Regions from separate parts of the Gossypium hirsutum genome. Here all the other regions are linked to region 3. A link is a contact called in public Hi-C data. All regions are on one chromosome and are shown on one strand. The core of a region is the stretch at or near the end of the contact, and the rest is flanking DNA. Distances in the headings are between cores, read along the strand shown.

What was found. Hi-C and Micro-C count contacts between places; a contact is called where the count stands out from the background.
Region 1: a contact with region 3 is called in a Hi-C map of leaf, with 1.9 times the contacts expected there. The contact joins the promoter of LOC107896792 here to the promoter of LOC107896790 in region 3. A contact is called at or near these places in 2 of 34 Hi-C or Micro-C datasets (hypocotyl and leaf).
Region 2: a contact with region 3 is called in a Hi-C map of leaf, with 2.3 times the contacts expected there. The contact joins the promoter of LOC107896778 here to the promoter of LOC107896790 in region 3. A contact is called at or near these places in 3 of 34 Hi-C or Micro-C datasets (hypocotyl and leaf).

What each region holds. Positions count from the first base shown.
Region 1 is chrA10:81,236,978-81,240,089 of Gossypium_hirsutum_v2.1, forward strand. It overlaps LOC107896792 (E3 ubiquitin-protein ligase MARCHF8), which reads left to right and starts at 1,394. Exons shown (of 8, transcript XM_016822069.2): 1 at 1,394-1,426; 2 at 1,428-1,682; 3 at 2,563-2,634; 4 at 2,733-2,800; 5 at 3,088-3,112. The coding sequence starts at 1,394.
Region 2 is chrA10:81,858,908-81,862,142 of Gossypium_hirsutum_v2.1, forward strand. LOC107896778 reads right to left here and starts at 1,741. Exons shown (of 1, transcript XM_016822051.2): 1 at 1,331-1,741. The coding sequence starts at 1,699. The coding sequence ends at 1,517. It also overlaps the pseudogene LOC121208034.
Region 3 is chrA10:81,551,007-81,554,192 of Gossypium_hirsutum_v2.1, forward strand. LOC107896790 (F-box/kelch-repeat protein At3g06240) reads right to left here and starts at 1,716. Exons shown (of 2, transcript XM_041078879.1): 1 at 416-1,716. The coding sequence starts at 1,609. The coding sequence ends at 455.

The DNA of each region.
Region 1 (3,112 bases), core at 144-2,643, 310 kb before region 3:
TTACAATTTAAACTTTATCATTAAATCGTTGAACTAAAAACTAATAGGTTTATATGTATAAAATTAATAAAAAAATTGGATAGTTGAATAATTTCTATGTAAAAAATTAGTAATTTAGAACAACTAAATTATGTTTTAAGTAGTAAATTAAACCAATATTACATGTAAGATAGAATTTAAAAATAACTTGTGCTGTTAACTGGATAGGGTCCATTAATGTAGTTTCAAATTTAATCAAACATGAATGAATAAACTTTGATGTATTTGTTCATTGGCCAACTTTGTTTAATTTTATAGTGATAATCTTAAACGTTGAATGTCAATCATGAATTAATATTGTTTAAGAAGTTGGAGTTGGATTCCGAATTTAAAAGTGTTTTTTAAAAATCATTATCCGTCCTAAATAATGATTAAATTGAACTAATAATATTTTATTAATTAAAAAAATGAAATTTAAATTAAATAGGGTAAACTCACTCAACTATGTATAAGTTTCCTTTTTAGTCGCTTGATTGTAAAAAAGTTACAAAATAGTTAATTAATAAATCGAGTTTGTCTTTTTTGATCATCAACCCTTAATTAGATAACTAAAAGATGACTTGGCAGTTATAAAAATTGGTATAGTAACAAATTATAAAAAAATAGTCTTATTGTTTACACTTTCCATAATATAGTCTAATTATAAAAATTATAAAAAAATTAGTCTTATTGTTTACACTTTCCATAATATAGTCTAATTATAAAAAAATAAGATATAACTTTAAGTCTCGAAATTTCAAAACATAAATTTTATTATTGAAAAACTAGTGATTTAAAAAACATATAAAAATATAAGTTTTGAAATCTTGAGATTGATTTATAATTAGATTAAATTATGTAATGTGTAAATATTAATGATTAATTTTTAGAATCAAAATCAAAATGACATAAATATATGAATGCTAAGAGTTGAATTTGTTATCACCTCAATTTTTATATTTGCCACATGCCTTTCCATTCCCTAGTAAATGGTTGGTAATAAAAAAAACTCGGAGGATTATTTTATAATTTTTAAAATTGAGTGATATACAATGTAATTTACCCATTTAAATATTTGAATTTTATTCACGGAAACGAGCAAACTGGAACTTGACTTTGAGTTTACGCCCGGACCGAACCGGCATGCTAATAGCAATAAATTGCACTTGGTCGTAGTTAAATGGTTTGGTCCAAGCTGACCACCACCTACAATACCAAAGCTAGTTCAACCGTTTAGGTACGGCAAGATATTTTAGTTGGGACAGACTCGATAATAAAAACCCAACCAAAGGTCATTTTCGTCAAACAAAACATAAGTTGTCCCTTTTGTAAAAGATTACTCAAACAAAGTACATAGGAAAAGGAAAAGAAAACAATGGTGGATGATTTCATGGTATGTGTCGACAAATATAGCATCTGCAGCTTGTTTTGAGTCTTCTTCAGTGAATGAAGGACAACCAATCTCAACTACAGCTGCTGGGAATACTAATGTTGTTGTTCCTATGACGAAAGCAAGTGGTGATGATGATAGTGGAAAAGAAGGAGAAGGAAAAACTGGGTATAGTTCAAAGAAGGTGAAAGAGGTGGTGGAGTGTAGGATATGTCAAGAGGAAGATGATTTGCTTTCTTTGGAAGCTCCTTGTGCTTGCAGTGGCACTCTCAAGGTCTTTACTTTTCTTGGTTTTTCTCGCCTTCTGTTTTTAAAGTTTTGAGGTCTTTTTCTTTTTTAAACGAAGATGGTAAATCGTTTTTCTTTTGGTTAAACTTTTTCCCTTTTAAGTTTATATTTCTGGGTTTTTTGATTGTATGCTTTAGATTACTCTGATCGTATGTTTCATTGGTCTTACCAATCAACTTTTTTTTTTTGTGGTTAGGAGAGGAGTAGTTGTAAAAAATATAAAAAAAATTATTTATCCTTTGGTTCTTTTTTTTTTCTTTTCCTTTTGGGGGCTTGTCCCTTGACTTTGTGGCTCTAGTGATGGTTCTTTGTTATTGGCTTATTCCATTATACAATTTAATAATAGTAATAAAATACACAACTTATTGCTAATTCTAAAACCGGGCTTTTTTAGGGGTAGGCTTTGTTGGGCTTCAGTTTTGTAGCAATGGTGCTATGATGTTTTCTAGGTAGTTTTATTGGTTTTGGAATGCGAGCATTTCTTGGCATTAGCATATGCCTTGTTTGAGTTTCCTTTTGACTTATTCTCTTTCTTCATACGTTATTTCCTAAGCTTCAATATGAAAATTTCAAATGTTGATCTTTTTCTATTTTTGTAAAAGATTTTAAAGGAAAAGAGAATATATTCTTACCTGTTTCCGTTTCTTCTTTGCATTTCCATGACTTCTACTAGGTACTCATATAGCCAATACCTAGTTATATATATTAGCATGATTTTATTTTTCCTAAAGTATCAGTGTCCTGTATCCGACATATATGAAAAACCTTGATAGGTTGTTTATATGGTTATCTGGTTTAAGATGCGTTTGCAGATTGAAATGTTTGAAGTGTCTTTTTAACTTATCGTGTATATATTTTTGTTTCAGTTTGCTCACAGGAAGTGCATTCAAAGATGGTGCAACAAGAAAGGTGACATAACTTGCGAAATATGCAAACAGGTTGGGGGTGTTTTTAGCCCTTTTCTTTTAATTTGCATATATAAAAAAAAGTACGTGTTTGATAGATAATGTGTACAATATTGCTCTGTTTTTATCAGGTTTTTTCACCAAATTATTCTCTTCCTCCGACCAGAAGCAATCCAGATGTTCTGGCAATTGACATTAGGTAATCCTCTTTTTGGTTAACAGCTTCTACTTCTGTGTCTTTCCTGTTGGACCATAGGAGATATTTGTTCATCCCATTCCTTCTTAAATACAATGTCTACGTTTTTTGGTTGGTTTCAACTTGTATGTTCTCGGACAGATTCTCACGGAAAATGCTTGTCAATTCATTGATAGCAGTAGGAAGGCTGTAGTATGACATCCTTGTTTCTGATCTCGTGTATTGTATTGTCCCTGAAATTTCATTTTGATTATTTTGTTATGTTTGCTTTGAATTATATTCACGATCAGGCAAACATGGAGCCCGCATATTGAT
Region 2 (3,235 bases), core at 491-2,990, 310 kb after region 3:
TGCCTCTCCAACCCATAATCCACATGTTTCTTAAAACCCCTCCATGGACCAACACAAAATCTCCTACCATTAAAAAGTCGCATTATCAGCCAATAATCTACGTGAAATTGGACCATTAGGTCTCAGTGTAGCAGTTCTAGCTCTGAAACTATGACAAAACTTTTCAAGCATGCCATGAAATATCGATGAAGGAATCCCCTGGAAAGGCATTTCCAACCCACGACACAAACTCTTCATCTGTTCCCAACACCATACCAATAAGCCCAAACAATGACTTCCTCCAAACTCTTTATAGTTACCTACCTAAAATCATCTTCAACATTCATTATCTCATGATTGCCATTCAAAGTTATCAGTTTGCCCACCATTTTTAACAGCTTCATGCTTCAACATCTTTTAGAAATAAAGGATCTTGAGCACACCACCTATTTGAACAACGGTGGTAGACACACCAAACCAATAATTGGACCCATCAATTAGGCCACCAAGACGGAAGGCTTGCATGATCTTCTCGAGATCGCCATGGAGGGCTCCCTTAGCAACGACACAACTGGGGGAAGGGTAATGAGTTTGAAGGGGTTTTTGAGGAATTTGTCGATGGTGATGCTTGGGCAAAATGAGGCCGCTGATAGACAAGTCTACGAAGGTGTCAACAACTGATGTAAGAAATGAAGGTTTTCACATGCTGATGATCATCTTCTCTTGTGGACTGATGCTGTTTTCCATTATTTTTTAGGGATTGCTTTTGGCCATCAAGTCTTAAAACCAATCACCATTAAAGGTTGACTAGACGACAGGTCAACTTATTTTCGACCAGATTAATTTTGATTAAACAAATATTTGGGTCGTTTTTATTTCGGGTTATTAGAAATCATTAGAATTGCTTTACTAGGATCAAACTACCGAATCGAATTTAATTATGATAAAGTTAATGCATTACTGTTTTCAACTGGAGGAACCATCAGGACATGTCAAGGAACAATTATGGTTTCCTGGAATGTTCAAGCAAATGGAAAAGTAAAGTGACAAATCTCCACATCAGAATGGCTGCCTACAGTTCTAAGCAGTAAAAAGTATTACTACAGGTTAACCAAACCTTCCAAGATACAAAATATAAATGAAAAATAACCAATGGGATGAAGTTTTTAAACTATACAAGTGCCCGCGCTTGCCTTTGGACCCGTCCAGAGAAAGGTCATTGGCTGGTTGCTATAGGGGCAACAACATCAGAAACACACAAAAAAATTAGGGTTTGAGCTTCTCCAACAATAACCAGTGCTGTCATCACAAAAGGTCGTAACATGATAAAAACTTAAAGAATACAGCCAAGGGAAAACTAGTAATAAGTTTTTATTATTATCAACTACAATATAATGTATAACAAACAAAGACAAATAGTTTTCAAAACACAGATTTTAAACACATTATTTTGTCTGTCATATAAATGACCTTTACCTAGTTCTTGACTGCATTGTCACAAAAAAGGCTAATGAGATCAAGGCTTTGATCCCATGCTTCACTTCCCCTCTTGCTTTTTCAGCTCCTCGAACTTATCTATAGCCACCTGAAGCTCATCTGTACCTCCAACAGCTCTCATAGTATAGAAATATACACCAAATACAAATGCTGTCAAACCCCCCGCGACTACCATATTCTTAGTCTTTGGTGCAAGGCTGCCATAAGCAAATAGTCCAGCCATCTCAAAGCAGAAAATTGGTCCAATGTGTTAATACCGTCCAAGCTGAAATTCACCAAGCTATTAGTCTACTATCTTCCAAAACTCCACTTGGAAATGGGGAAAAAAGGAGTACAAAAACATGCTCCCTTAGAAATTAACTCTATTAGCCTATATGGTTCTTCGGCAAGGCGATGGAAAGCAACAAAACGTGAAAAAAGAAGAAGGAAATATCCAAAAAAATCCCAATATTATATTACAGTAATTTGAGGAATCTTCTATTGCGTGATACATGATTATAAATTAACAAACAGGAAGAAAAAACAAATTATCTAGCACATCATGTTGATTTATTTTTGAAATTTCATTGCTGAGTCACAGCATGATCCCTACAGAAAGAACAAGATTTTAATCCCCTTCTCCAAATAAAAAATATATAACCAATTAAAATGCAACAGTAATTCCATTGTTCCTTATGAAGTAAAATCATGCAATTCATTTTCTAAAAGATATATATAGTTTCAATTTTTTATTATTCAAAACAATACAACTTGCTTTGATATCAACAGATAACTTGGTGCTTTTTGGTTCTGGAAACAAAAGGCTAAGCAGTTTGGTAACAACAAGTGATGTTTAGATTATTAAACAGAAAATGCAAATAAGGCATCAAAATTCAAACACAAATAATACTGATTTCAAGCAAAAAGTTCATAGCAACAAAAACAGGCATTGTTCATACTTCATCCTTTAAACAATCATTAAATCAAACGAATATTTGTAACAAATCATAACAATAGTAACCAGCAATCAACTATCCAAGAAGAACCCATTTCTCATACCACTGAAAACAAATTAAATTCATATAAAATCAACCCAAAGTCTTAAAACAGATAAGTGGTTCCTCCAAGTTCTGCTAAACAGCAATCTTTCTCTCACACTTTTCAACTTGACCAAGCAATTTCTTTCCTTTTTAAAGTAACACATAATAAAGAACTAAAAAAAAAAACAGCGATAGAGCGGAAGCTTACCCGAAAATCCCAAAGCACCGATGGGTTTTTTTTATTATCTTAACCTGAATACAGAGGAGAAAACAGAAAGGAAATGCTGCAGATTTGAAAGGTAAAGGAATAGGTGGTGCGTGGATTTGGTTGGGATGGTTATGGTTGGGCAAGCAAAACAACGTGGGCCTTAATATTGGCCCATTAATTAATATCATTTACAAATAAAAAGTAAAAAAAAAAACTCATTTTGGTAAATTACAATAAAGGGTAAAGCCCAACGTGACTGACACGACTAAATAGAAAAAAACTATGGTTGGGCAGATTTGAAAGGTAAACGAAACCAAGGAATAGGTTGGGATGGTTATGGTTGGGCAAGCAAAACAACGTGGGCCTTAATATTGGCCCATTAAGTAATATCATTAACAAATTTATAATTTTAGTTTAAAATAGAAAAAAAGAAGAAGCATGAGTTTATTGAACCTTTTAAACAGACTAAAATCTTTAGTGTTAATTACATTATTAAATTGACATTATTATTAAATTTAAAGTATTAAAAAAT
Region 3 (3,186 bases), core at 466-2,965:
ACAAAATTATTTGAGCTAATTACACTGTTTCATTTGGATCTAAAAGTACTGACAATAAGTCATGATCATCATCATAATAGTTCCTATTGTTCAACATCAAATTACATTCATCGATTCGAGACATCTAGCTCTCTAAACAACAATTCGTGTACGAAAAGCACACCATATCCAGCATGTATATGCACCTGCAGATCGTATCTGCAGGTTATTAGATCTGCAGAGAAGAGTTAACAACTAATTGATTCTCTAGGCAGAAATCTAGCAAATTCACTGAACCAACCAAAAAAAATACAGACAAGGCAGAGGCTAACATCTTTGGCTTACGTATAGAACGAACAATAACAGCAGTTTTGGAGAAAGACAATATAGTCGACATAAACTGCATATCAAGAGAGCAAATCCCATGAAATCTTACCTCTTTTGTTGTAGTCCCCATCCATTTTCATATTCAATATCAATTCGATGCGTCTCCAGCCGGCCGACGTATTATAAGTTCCTCGCGCTCTGATCTTCCATTGATTGGAACCAAGCTCTCAACATAAGCAATAATCTGCATCGTTTCCTGATAAGCATGGATATCAAGACTTTTAAGCTCTCGCGTGGAGGGGTCAAACAACACGAGTTCATGATCCGAGCTCTCGAGAAACAATTCACCATTTTTCCAAAACCCCAAAGGCCTCTCAACTCCAGGAAGAGAGTCAATTCTGAATTGTTTAGTCCATGATCCATTCATAACCCACAAATCAAAAGATTTGTCAGTCCCTTCCCTTGGGTAAACAATAGCACCAAGCAGTCCATTGAAGTCCAAAAGTTCCAAATAGTATTTAGCTAAAGACCCACCAAATTCAGGCAATGGTAAAGTAGAAAACTTTTCATTGACCATATCAAATGAGAGAATAAGGTAATCAGAGTCCCCAATTGCCTGCCAATAATAAAACCCATTTACGTAATTATTAAACAAAGGAGATCCATAAGGTTGAACCCCGGGAACTGAAATCTCCTTCCATGAATCGCTTTTAAGTGAATATAACTCAACTTGGTGGTTCCAATCACCCATTAACCCTTCATCTTCATTCTCTTCAAAATAATTAGTAACAAATCTTACCACTTTGTAGTCACCACTTTGAGAATCAAACCCAATACCAACGCAACCAAAACTAGTGGAATCTACTAAAGGAGGGCGTTGGACTGTGGATTGAGGGAGAGTTTTAAACTCTCTAGTTGATGGGTTCCAAAGGGCAACCTTATCAGCATCATGTAAACACAATAATCCATTACAAGGACCTGAAACCACTGGGGCATACCAACAATCCTCGAAAAAGGGTAAGTGAATGTTGTGTTGTACCGAAAAGTTTTGGCTTTTCTCAGTTGAAAGTTGAGATAAATAGTAGATGTCATCATGGGTGTTACCCTGACAACGTTTGAGGAGGAGATTAAGGTTGTTGTTGTGGAGGTTGTTTTGCTGATGTTTGGTAATGAAGTGAGGGGTTTGAAAAGATGAACACCAAGGCTTACAAACGCACCTGAAACGTGTCAAGGATTTAACTGGAAGCTTTGACAGAATCTCCAACATCACCATTTCTGGTACCTCAACTCTTGTTTCGGGCATCTTCCCTCTCTGTCTTATCTATTTCCTCTGTCTTTTGATGAATGATTTCTTTTGGGGGAAAACAATGTGAACTAAGATAGAAAAAAGAAGGCAAAACTATAACAAGTAACATTACACGTTTTCTTATTTGGTATATAACAATTACAAAACAATGTTGAAGATGTGAAAGAAAGTGAAGGTTAAATTATGCTATTACAGTCCCTGTAATTTATGAAAGTTATGGATTCAGTCATTAAAATTTAATTTGATCAATTTTAATTTTTGTAGTTTTAAATTGATCAAATCTACTCCTTTTCAAAAAGTAGCAATTAAATTTACTTGGTTAAATTCAATTACTACTCATTTAGAGTTGTAAATTTAGTTCATATTCTCAAATTTAATCATTCTAAGTCCTTATACTTTTTGAATTTTGAAATTTCAATCTTTATGCAAAATACAATTTTTAATCCATTAATTATATTTTTAATGAATAATATGCGAAAATAATTAGCTGATATGACATTAAACATATGATAATATGTTTGTCGCATCATATTTTGAAAATAGCATAACTTAATGAATTTAACAATTATCATTTGATGAGGTTTGAAATTTAAAAAGTAAAAGGGTTAAAAATAACTAAATTAAAGTATATAGACTAAATCCATAACTTTTATAAAGTACAGCGACTAATAACTAAATTTAACTTAAAGTTGAACTACGGTCAATGTTGTTGGACTACAATGATGGGCCTGGCCGAGCCCTCTGGTAATTCTCAAAACCCAAGAGCTTGTCCTGGGTAGGATTAGCACAATAATGGCCATATCCGTAAATTGAAAAGGTTAAAGTATTTTGTTAGTCCTGTACTTATATATAATTTGAGATTTGGCGTGTCTACTTTAAAAGTTAAAAATTCAATCTTGATATTTTTTTAATTTAAAAATTCTAATTTAATCATTACCGTTATTGTAGTTTTTGTCAAAATTCATTAATTTAACATGTTTATTTAAAATCAATCATATGTTATGTCATATAAGGACAACCTAATCAAAATTCTAAGTTGATAAATTTTGACAGAAAATATTTAAGATTTTAATGATTGGACTCTGACTTTTTAAATAAAAAAATACGAAGACCTAATTTTTTATTTTTTAAGTACATAGATTAAATCTCAAAATTTGACAAAATTCAGAGACTAACATCATATATTAACCAATTAAAAATATCTAAGATATTAGGAATATAACCCCAGTCTTTTATTTTTTACTAAACAAAAAAAAAATCAAGAATAGGGATAGCATACATTACATAGTAATCCTTGAAGAGCAAATAAGTAAATCAAAATTGGTCAAGAAATAGTTGAAAATACAAAAAGAACACTAAACTTGATAGCATTGATAAACAGAAAATAGAAGCATGACAAAAAGGTAAAAATCTGATACAAACATATCAACCTCCAATATGAAACAATCCATAATTCATGAAAACTCAGGTCATCATCTCATAAAAATCCCTTCCAATCACCATACTCCACAACTCATGATAATCTCTTAACAAAACTGATTATTGAAAGCAACCATTGGAAGTAGATAGAGTCA